Linked DNA regions of Mus musculus: region 1 is linked to region 2. Evidence: chromatin contacts called from public HiChIP or PLAC-seq data. All regions are on one chromosome and are shown on one strand. Each heading gives the region's core, a stretch centred on a gene start, on an enhancer-like site or on the middle of the called end of the contact. The rest is flanking DNA. Distances are from core to core; before and after follow the strand shown. Region 1 has its middle 140 kb from the start of Pou1f1. Region 2 has its middle 21 kb from the start of Htr1f.

Region 1 (5,541 bases), core at 633-3,132, 250 kb before region 2:
TATTTCATTTTATTACTATCTCCGACTCTCCAAATGAAAGTTTTGATAGTCCTCTTCTGGCCTTACGTGGGCCAGCAGTATTTGTCCTTGGATCTGGATGCCACAGCACAGTGTTAACACAATAAATTCTCTTAATAAAGAACATTCATACGAAGATGAGATTCCGTCATTTTTGCTTTTCTTAAACAGCACCATTTCCCATCTGTTCTGAGTTTAGAGCCAAAGCCTGCTCAAGATAAATTTAATGTGTGTGGAGATGGATGTGGAGGAGTTCAAAGACCAGCCTGCTGGCTGAGTTGTCAAATAATAGAAACATCCGTAAATTCCTTCTTCTTTTAGCCCACCCTGAGGGGAAACAAATCAGAACAACAATAGCAAACTGTTAGAACTCCACACAGGACACAATAAAGGATGAATAATTCCATTCCAAGATCCCATCTTCTTGTCTTCTACTTTGTATCTCAGAGCAAGATGCAAGAACTAAGCATCCTTTCATTGCTTTCCAAGAAATAGCATCATCCATTTTCCCTAAGACCAGTAAAGATGTATTTGCACATCACTCTTACGCTCCAACTCCTTTAATGGTTATTCTCTAACACTAATTTGTGGGGTTTGTATCACTTTTTTTGTTCAAACCTCTTGAGCAAAATCAGGGGTTCCACTTAAAAGTAAGAATATTGCTCATTTTGCTGCTCTCGCCTCTTATTATGTTCAGGACATAAAATAGAAATTCTAGCACATCCTTCATCAATGGTCTTCTATTTTCCTGGTATGGATTCTCAATGGACACTCCTTCCCCATTGGCAGCAGAGAGATTTTCTCTGTACTATGGCTGCTGGTAAGTCCCAAGAGGGACTTCCAGATGGAGCAGCTTTTCTGAACCGTCCATGCACCAATGAGCCCAGTAAAGGCTCAAAACCTGGGCTGGGAGAGCATCTTTTGTTTGTCCTCTCAAAGCCTGCTTTATCTGTGGTGAATAGATGTTGTGTTTCACTTCCCAAGGAAAAATAACACAACTGCCAATTATGTCATACTGAGATAAACTTAACTAGGTCACAATGCACTGTCTGTTTTAAATATAAATAGATTTGGTTTCAAATATTTTGCCTCACTGAATGCCCATAAGTAAAATCAGTGACTTTTCTTCCATATGATCCGTCCCTGACAGCTGTTGTGTTTGCTCAGCCCCATCGCTTTTTATACCCTGGAAGAACTTATTTGAGATTAGACTTTTTTTTTTTCATTTTGGAGTTAAATTTATTAATTATGACATCTTCCAGAATTTTTTCTCTTTTGATTTTATAGTGCTTATGAAGTTGTTTTTTTCTAGTTTTCTCTGATGTTCTGAAAAACTGTAACGTTCTGTATGGTCAGGTATTCCATTGCCTGTGACCAGTGCTTTAGCAGGGGTCTGGAACCTGAGGACAGACATATTGGAAAGACTAAAGACATTGACCACCTGTTGACTATCAATCCAGTTGCCCAAAATATCTTGAACTATTGTTATTTATACAATCTCAAGCCTACTCACCTGAGCAGTGAAATAATTGGCTATTTTATTTAAAGAATCATAATGTCAGTATACATAAGCCTTATCATTACAAAAGCCCCCTTCCTCCTTTCCCTCTCCCTCTGGGTCAGTCACACAAATACCCTCAACCATACTCTGCAACTAAAATTTAACATTAGTTTCCCCCACCCCCAGTCACAATAGCAGTTCTCTGTCACAATACCTTTTATCACTGCAGGCAGAGACATGTTCATGTACCAAGCAACTTTTCCTGATATGCATCCACTAATTCCTGATTAAGTCTCTGTTGATCAGATACAACTTCCCCATTTTATAGGTCGCTGTTGATCAGACCCAGCTTCCTGAAACAGTTATGTGAGCCAGGACCGTTGTTCTCCACACTGTGACCAGCTTACTCAGTGTGACTGTAGCTGTGCCTCTAGGGACATAAGTATGTTTCCCAAATTACCCAGGATTAACTGTCACATCTGGAGGATGAGTAGGGTTAGAGAGAGGAGAGGAGGGTTTCACTCCTTGAATGAGTCCGAAGAAGAACATAGAATTCATTCACAGGTCTTTGCCAAGTGGGAAGGGGTTTCTATGGGCCTTGCTGTGTGAAGTCACCAGTGAAACACTCATAGGCCTTTCAAATTCAATCAGTTTCCATTTCTCATCTAATCTCAGCAGGCAGCATCTTCGGAGTCAGAGGGCTTTAGCCTTAACTTTGTTCAACTGTGATACTTTGTTATCTGCTTTCCACAGTTCCACCAGCTTAATTATCATTTTCAAATCTTATTAAGTTTGCTGATATTGTATCTTATTTTCTTTCACTAATTAACTATGTAAATTTAATTCTTTTGCCTTTTTACTAAATTTGGCATTAGTCTTTTGCCATTTTTATATTTAGCTAATTAACTTTCAAGTTTTGGTATTTTTAATAGTTATAAGTTGTGTCCTAAAATTGCTTTAGCCTATATCACACAGCATGTATATATACATATATATATATATATATATATGTATGTGTATATGATGTATATGTATATATCATGTACATATACACATGTATATACATATACATACTTTGTTATGTATATTATATATAATAATCCAATTTTAAGTGTTTTCTGGTATCTACTTTAGGAATTTGCCTCTTTCTCATTTTACTTAACCGTGTTCTTTAATTTCCAAATAGATTGTTCTTTTTTCCGTTTTTACTATCTATATCTGACTTGATTTTTTGTAACTGGTAAACATGAGTTATATGCTACCAATCTTTTGGAATTTATTGAAACTCACCCATAGTTCAGCATGTGGTTGATTTGTATGAAGGACATTTTCCTAGCTTAAGATAATATGCACCTACAGGTTAAGGTGGTGTCTCGACATAAGTTAGTTGTCAAAGATTAATGAATCATCTGAGCATAAACTCATTATTAATTTTTAAACCTCTTCCTCTTTTGATCAGTCACTCTTCCTCTATCTTATTCTATTTAACAAACACCCAAGAAATATTCTTGAATATCCCTAAAAATGATAAATAGGGAAGTCACTAAAAGTAAAATGTGAGTTATTAGAGATTTTAATGTCACGTCATGCTTGAAGAAAGTTAAACAGATTAAGGAAAACACCAACAACATTGATGGAAAGCTCTAATGAATTTATTAATATCATTAAGTCTTAATGCATCAACACAGCATGTTTAGCATCTTTGTATGCAAGGCATTAAAATCAAGACTAGACTTACATCTACTAAAATTCTAGAGGAATGAATGCAGAAATAAACATTTGGTAGAATATAGGATTTGAAATAATGTTCTAAACTAATGGGACTAACCAAAGTCCAATGGTTGTGGCCAGATTGAAGACAAATGCCCCTGCAGTGGGTGGTGGTGTGTGAAAGCATGCACAACACTGTGATGGGGAGATGTGGAAAGAGAATCTGTGTTATAATAATAAGAGGGCCAGAAAGAGAGTTTGTTCCAAGGAGGAGGGACATTTTCTCTGGAGTATAGAGCTTGCCCTGTTCTGCATTGCCATTTTATTTTAAGAGGTGAGGATTGCTATGATTTAGCATGCAACTTCCCACTCAGATACCCATATGGTGAATCCCAGCCTCAGCACCTCAGAATGTGACCACATTGGGAGACAGGACTTTTAAAATGGTCAACTAAAATGAATCTATGGAGGTAGACTGTAATGAAATCTGGCTGGAGTACTCCCAGTAAAAGGAGACTGAGTTACAGAGAAGGGTAACAAGCTTTGATGGGGGAAGCCCCTCTGAAGATCTGAAGCTGCAAGGGTCAAGGTTTTACTAGATACAAAAAACCATGATGAGTGTCTCTTCAAGAGCTTCTATCTCCAACAAATGATAAAACAAACTTCTAGGGTTGAAACCACCTTGAAAATGAGAGTCTTTTTTATAGTAGTCTTATCAGGACAAATACAGGAATGTCATGAAGAAATAAATAAAGGTACCAGCCTCTCTCTGAAAACCTTCAGTAGTCTTTTTTTTTTCAGTCCAATGTGTTTTTTATTTCCGACAACATTTCTTTTTTTTAATTAATTTATTTTTTTACACTCCATACTTTATCCCCCCCTCAATCTACCCTCTGACTGTTCCACATCCCATACCTCCTCCCTACCCACCTGTCTCCACGTGAATGCCCCCGCTCACCTGACCTCTAAACTCCCCGAGTTCCTCCAGTTTCTTGAGGGTTAGGTGCATCATTTCTGAATGAACACAAACACAGAAGTCCTCTGCTGTATGTGTGTTGGGGGCCTCATATCAGCTGGTGTATGCTGCCTGGTTGGTACTCCAGTGTCTGAGAAATCTCCGCAGTCCAGGTTAATTGAGAAGGTCCTCCTTTAGTATCACCCTTCTCTTCAGTGTCTTTCAGCCTTTCCTAATTCAACAACAGGGGTCAGCTGCTTCTGTCCATTGGTTAGGTGCAAATATCTGCATCTAATTCTTTCAGCTGCTTGCTGGGTCTTTCAGAGGGCAGTCATGATAGGTGCCTCCTCCAGCAGGAAGACAAGGCATCAAGTGAGGGATGGGGTTGTGATCCCACAGTCTAAACTCTGACCCATAATTGTTCCTGTCTGAAAAAATTACAGAGATGGAAATGAAGAGCAGCCTGCAGAAAAGAAGGTTCCAGCGACGGGTCCAAAGTGGGATCCAGCTCAAGGGGTCCCAAGGCCTGACACTATTACTGAGGCTATGAAGCACTCATAAAAAGGGACCTTCAGTATTCTTTGATGGTTTGGTTACATCTCCACTCTTTCTTGGAAACCATGCAGTATATCTTTGGTGTCACTTCTATCAATGTGAGGACCCTCAAGCTGACTCCTGAATTAATTGCTTCTTCTATCACTTGGTTTTCACATCCATAGCAGGACCCAAAATGTAAAGTATAACTACACTTGACATCATTTAAAAATATTCCCCCTCCCATAAAACTAAGTTTTCAAGTGACTATATATAAGCAATAGGAGTTAATGGGGCTTATATGAAAATATGGCTGGAGGCAACACAATTATAGGACAATGGTATAATATCTAATTTTAGAAGAATATCTAGGAAGTCATAATAATTTCATGCCATTTGTTTGCTAGATGAATTACATTTGTACCTGTTAGTACTTGAGAGTGTCCAAATTCCTCTACTTCTCATATACTAGTTAAGGTCATGAAAGTTAAATACAAACAAATTATATTTAAAAATGAATTAGTCAAATATTATGCACATCTTTTTCATCTGCCCCATTGAATTTCCCATTATATCTATAAAATGTGTCGTCCTTACATGGAAGACAAGATAGCCATGACTTAGAGGCATTAACTCAGCCTTACTTTCAAATAAATATGTCATCCCAACATTCCTTTCCATTTCCACAAGTTTTGATGTGTGAAAACAATCCCTTCATCTGAAGATGTTAACATTAATTACTACTTTTATTTTATAACCTGATGTTTAATAGTGTGTTCTTAGCCACTAGAAACTCGAGTCATTTATGGAAGAATAAAGAGTA
Region 2 (5,779 bases), core at 776-3,275:
TCTACCAGTAGTACTATGTCAGTTGTATACAGAATGGTCACATCTACCAATATTAAGACAATCTAAAATAAGAATCATAAATGATTATGAAGCATTAAAGGGGAAACTTTCTGGAAAAGGAAACAATTACTTAATCGACAGCAAAACTGTCTCTCAAAGTCTCATTCCTACAGTTGCATTTTATGTTACTTAGGTCTTTAAAGAATGAGGCAGCCTATATAGATCTCCATATTGTATTGGCTCCCCCTATTACAAATATACTCAGGGGAAACTCCAGACTACAGCATTAGCCACCCCAAAGAATACAAGGTGAGAAATCTTGAGAGTGTAAGAGAGCCTCCCCAACCCACAGACTGCACAGTTAAGTGTGGTCAGCAAAGTATCAGGATACAACAAGAAGACAGCTTCTAGAAGGAAAAAAAATCCCAAGGAACAACTGGGCGCTTCACAGAATCTGGTTCAACGACATCTTAAATAGAAACACAAGACACCAGTTTCAACTTTCCTCCCCCACCTCCACCTGGCAGACTCCAATTATAGAAAACCCAGAAACAAGCTGCTCCAACACTTCATCTTTTTTTTTTTTGGCTCTTTGTGCTTTTCCCTTCATGAATGAGCCAACAAGAGTAGTGTCTACACTAGGAATAGCCTCAAATAAAGAAGGAAAAGGTATCCAAAACAACAGATGCATGTAGTGCAACACAGGAAAACAAGAAAGATGAAAATAAAAGACAACATGGTATGTACAACAAATCTTGTCCAATTACTGACTCTAAAGTCTTACTTCTAAAAATGATCAGTGATTTCAAAGAAATCAAACAACCAGATGAATGAACTAAAAAAAGAATGAGAATAAAATAAACCAAGGATGTAGGGAAGTAAGCAAAATTGCAGAAGAGAAACTTGGGAACAAGGATAAAAAATCCGGGGGTTGGGGGAGAGAGGAAGGAAGGAAGGAAGGAAGGGAGGGAGGGAGGGAGAGAGAAAGAGAGAAAGAGGGAGGGAGGGAGGGAGAGAGAGAGAAAGAGAGAGAGAGGGGGAGAGAGAAAGGAAAGAAAGAAAGAAAGAAAGAAAGAAAGAAAGAAAGAAAGAAAGAAAGAAAGAAAGAAAGAAAGAAAGGAAGGAAGGAAGGAAGGAAGGAAGAAAGAGGAAAGGATTTGTTAGAAAAAAATCAAAGAGAAATGTTGGAAATGAAAACCTCAGCTAATCAAATAAAAACACATTGAGAAGTATTTCCAGTAGACAGACAGAAGCTAGAATATTGGGATGGAAGACAAGGCTAACAGAAGACTCCTTTTAGAAAGCAATAAAGAAAAACCCTAGTTCTAAGAATTGTGAAATGATCTTATAATTATAAATGTTGAGATTCTGTGGTGTAGAAGATGCAACTAAGATTTATTTTTAGTGTCATAGAAAATCTATTTAATGAAATTATAGCAGAAAGTTTCCCAAACCTAGGGGAAATTCATGGGCATTTAAGGCCAAGAGGTATTTATAATCTCAAATAGACATCTCCAGAGAAAATCCTCTTCACAGCACATTACACTCATCTTGCCAAAACTATAAAACAAAGAAACAATATTAAAGACTCCAAGAAAAAAATGTGAAATAATTTACAATGTCAATTCATCAGAGTAACTTCAAACCTCTTAGCAAAAGACCTAAAACCCAAGGTTTCATATCCTGAAACTAAATAACTGCTGAGCAAAATTATCTTTAAAATCAATGGTGAAATAAACATATTTCAAAAATAAGCACAGATTAATGCAATTCACAATCATCAAGCTAGCATTGCAGAAAAAATAAATAAATAATTGAATCCTACATAAAGAAGAGAAAGAAACATTTTTTTCATTACATGAACATAGGAAAGAATAAATTCCATTCCAGAAAGGATGCTAAGAAAAAAAATCGATAGAGAAAGTATGGTAAAAAGACCCTGAGACCAGCATGGGAGTCAAGAAGCAGACTGCTGGCAGGTTCTCCACAAACAAGAAGCAGAGATAGAAAACAGGAAGTGGGGACTCTGCAGTCAGGAAGCAGAGACAAAAAACAGGAATTGGGGACTAGTCTATAAAACTTCAAAGCCAACTCCCAATAACATACTTCTTTCCCCAAGACACTATATCCCAAAGCGTCCATAGCCTTCTCAAATCACATCATCAACTGGGAACTAATGTTCAAACGCAGGATCCAAAGGGGCATGATTATCATTCAATCTGCAGCAATCAAGAAAAGAACTAACAAAAAAAATACAGAAATCAGAAAATTACTCTCAATAAAAATCCTATATATGAAGTCCTAATTCTTCAGTTATACATAAAGAACAGACTACCTGATTGAATTAAAAATAAAATCCAACTATTTATTGTTTAGAGAAAAAAAACACATTCCTCAATGTCAAAAGCACACATTGACAGAGTTTTTTTTTATTTTTAATAATAAAGTCAATATATCCAGAAAATAGAAACCAAAACTTAGTCAGACTAGTTATATTTGCATTGGGTAAAGTAGACATCAGAACAAAACTAGTCTAAATAAATAAATAAATAAATAAATAAATAATGAACATTTAAAAACCTGTAAATGTACATGTATAATACATTGTTGTACTCAATAACATTTTTTTAGAAATACAAAAAGAAGAGCCTTGTGGTTTCTGTCTGTGCCCAGAGCTGATCATGTGCCACAGTGCTCCATACCCAAATCCCTATGGGAAAGAGCTGGTCTCCCAGGAGTGCAGACATGCCTGTGATAACAGGTAAGACCACCACTTCTGCTCAGAGGGACCTGCCCAGGGCCCTCAAGACACAGGATCTGAGGAGCAGCCTGGGACAAAATCCTTCCGGTTTCCATTTGTGCCAGCAGCTGATCCTGTGCCAAAGTGCTCCGTACCAAAACCTCCTGGAGAGAACTGGTCTCCCAGAAGTACTGGCACACAGGCTTGTAGGAGGGACAAGCCACAGTCAGAGACAGCAAAATCATCTAACACCAGAGATAACCAAAATGCAAGAGGCAAAGGCAAGAATATAAGCAACAGAAACCAAGGGGCACATGGCATCATCAGAAACAAGTTCTCTCACCTCATTGAGCCCTGGATGCCCCAACACACCAGAACATCAAGACTCTGATTTAAAATCATATTTTATGATGATGATGATAGAGGACTTTAAGAAGGACATAAATAACTCCCTTAAAGAAATAAAGGAGAACACAGGTAAAGAAATGGAAGCCGAAGAAAAAACACAAAAATCCCTTAAAGGTTTACAGAAAAACACAACTAAATAGGTGAAGGAACTAAACAAAACCATCCAGGATCTAAAACTGGAAATAGAAACAATAAGGAAATCACAAAGGGGGCTAACACTGGAGTTAGAAAACCTAGGAAAGAGATCGGGAGTCATAGATGCAAGCATCACCAACAAAATACAAAAGATAGAAGAGAAAATCTTAAGTGTAGAAGATACCATAGAAAACACTTACACAATAGTCAAAGAAAATGCAAAAAGCTCCTAACCCAAAACATCCAGGAAATCCAAGACACAATAATAAGACCAAACCTAAGGATAATAGATATAGAAGAGAGTGAAGAGTCCCAACTTGAAGGGCAAATAGATATCTTCAACAAAATTATAGAAGAAAACTTCCCTAACCTAAAGAAAGAGATACACATAAACATACAAGAAGCTTATAGAACTCCAAATAGATTGGACTAGAGAAGAAATTTCTCCCATCACATAATAGTTAAAATACCAAATGCACAAAACAAAGAAATAATATTAAAAGCAGTAAGGGAAAAATGTCAAGTAACACATAAAGGCAGACCTATCGAAATTGCACCAGACTTCTCACCAGAGACTATGAAAGCTAGAAGATCCTGGGCTGATCTCATACAGACCCTCAGAGAACACAAATGCCATCCCAGAATACTATACCCATCAAAATTCTCAATTACCGTAGATAGAGAAACCAAGACATTTCATGACAAAAACAAATTTACATAATATCTTTCCATAAATCTAGCACTACAAAAGATAATACGCAGAAAATGCCAATACAAGGTGGCAAACTACACCCTAGAAAAAGCAAAAAAGTAATCTTCTTTCACCAAACCCAAAAGAAGATAGCCACACAAACATAAAATTAACAGGAATCAACAATCACTATTTCTTAATATCTTTTAACATTAATGGACTCAATTCCCCAATAAAAAGACATAGACTAACAGACTGGATATGTAAACAGGACCCAACATTCTGCTGCATATAGGAAATGCACCTCAGTGTTAAAGACAAACACTTTACCTCAAACTAAAGTGCTGGAACACAATTTTCCAAGCAACTGGTCTCAAGAAACAAGCTGGAGTAGCCATTCTAATATTGGATAAAGTTGACTTTTAACCAAAAGTCATCAAAAAAAAGTCATACTCATCAAAGGAAAAATCTGCTAAGAAGAACTCTCAGTTCTGAACATCTATGCTCCACATACAAGGGCACCCACATTTATAAAAAAACTTTACTAAAGCTCAAAGCACACATTGTACCTCACACAACAATAGTGGGAGATTTCAAAACCCTACTCTCATAAATTGACAGATCAGGTAAACACAAACTAAACAGAGACACAGTGAAACTAACAGAAGTTATGGAACAAATGGATTTAACAGATATCTATAGAATATTTCATCCTAAATCAAAAGAATATACCTTTTTTTAAGCACCTGATGTTACCTTTTCAAAAACTGACCATATAATTGGTCACAAAACAGACCTGAACACACATAAGAAGACTGAAATAATCCCATGCCTCCTATAAGATCACTATGGATTAAGGCTGGTTTTCAATAGCAACAAAAACAACAGAAAGCCCACATACACATGGAAGCTGAACAACACTCTAGTCAATGATAACTTGATCAAGAAAGAAATTAAGAAAGAAATTAAAAACTTTTTAGAATGTAATGAAAATGAAGTTATAACATACCCAAACTTGTAGGATACAATGAAAGCAGTACTAAAAGGAAAACTCATAGGTCTGAGTGCCTCCAAAAAGAAACTGGAGAGAGCATACACTAGCAGTTTAGCAGCACACCTGAAAGTGCTAGAATAAAAAGAAGCAAATACACCCAAGAGGAACAGATGGCAGGAAATAATCAAACTTAGGGCTGAAGTCAACCAAGTGGAAAAAAAAAAAGAACTATACAAAGAAACAACCAAACCAAGAGCTGGTTCTCTGAGAAAATCAGCCCTTAACCAGACTAACCAAAAGGCACAGAGACAGTATCCAAATTAACAAAATCAGAAATGAAAAGGTAGATATAACAACAGAAACTGAGGAAATTCAAAAAATCATCAGATCCTACTACAAAAGCCTATACTCAACACAACTGGAAAATCTGGAGGATATGGACAATTTTCTAGACATACACCAAATACCAAAGTTTAATCAGGATCATATAAACCATCTAAACTGTCCCATAACCCCTAAAGAAATAGAAGCAGTCATTAAAATTCTCCCCCAAAAAAAACAAAAACAAAAAAAACAAAAACAAAAAAAACAAGGCCACATGGTTTTAGTGCAGAATTCTATCAGAACTTCAAAGAAGACCTAATATCAATACTCTTTGAACTATTCCACAAAAGGAAACAGAAGGAACACTACCCAATTTGTTCTATGAAGCCACAGTTACGGCTGAGTATTCTTCCTTAGAGACGGAACGGTTTCTGTCTTATCAGGAACTTGCCACAATTTCCTTTCTTAGTGGACTTCATAAAAGATT

Evidence for each region. HiChIP or PLAC-seq counts read pairs in DNA pulled down with a chosen protein or histone mark.
Region 1: a contact with region 2 is called in a RAD21 HiChIP or PLAC-seq map of pro-B cells, with 2.4 times the contacts expected there. The contact joins two enhancer-like sites. A contact is called at or near these places in 1 of 15 datasets of contacts at CTCF or cohesin (pro-B cells), 1 of 484 Hi-C or Micro-C datasets (bone marrow-derived macrophages) and 1 of 115 datasets of contacts at active chromatin or transcription factors (large pre-B cells).

The regions. Positions count from the first base shown.
Region 1 is chr16:65,374,807-65,380,347 of GRCm38.p6, reverse strand. No RefSeq gene overlaps it. Among named protein-coding and RNA genes, the nearest start is that of Pou1f1, 140 kb to the left of the region's middle. Within about 2 kb of position 1,882, at least 19 of the 459 cell types and tissues checked have an H3K27ac peak or open chromatin away from gene starts, as enhancers often do. A contact at or near this core is called in pro-B cells, where this site is marked.
Region 2 is chr16:65,124,312-65,130,090 of GRCm38.p6, reverse strand. No RefSeq gene overlaps it. Among named protein-coding and RNA genes, the nearest start is that of Htr1f, 21 kb to the right of the region's middle. Within about 2 kb of position 2,025, at least 10 of the 459 cell types and tissues checked have an H3K27ac peak or open chromatin away from gene starts, as enhancers often do. A contact at or near this core is called in pro-B cells, where this site is marked.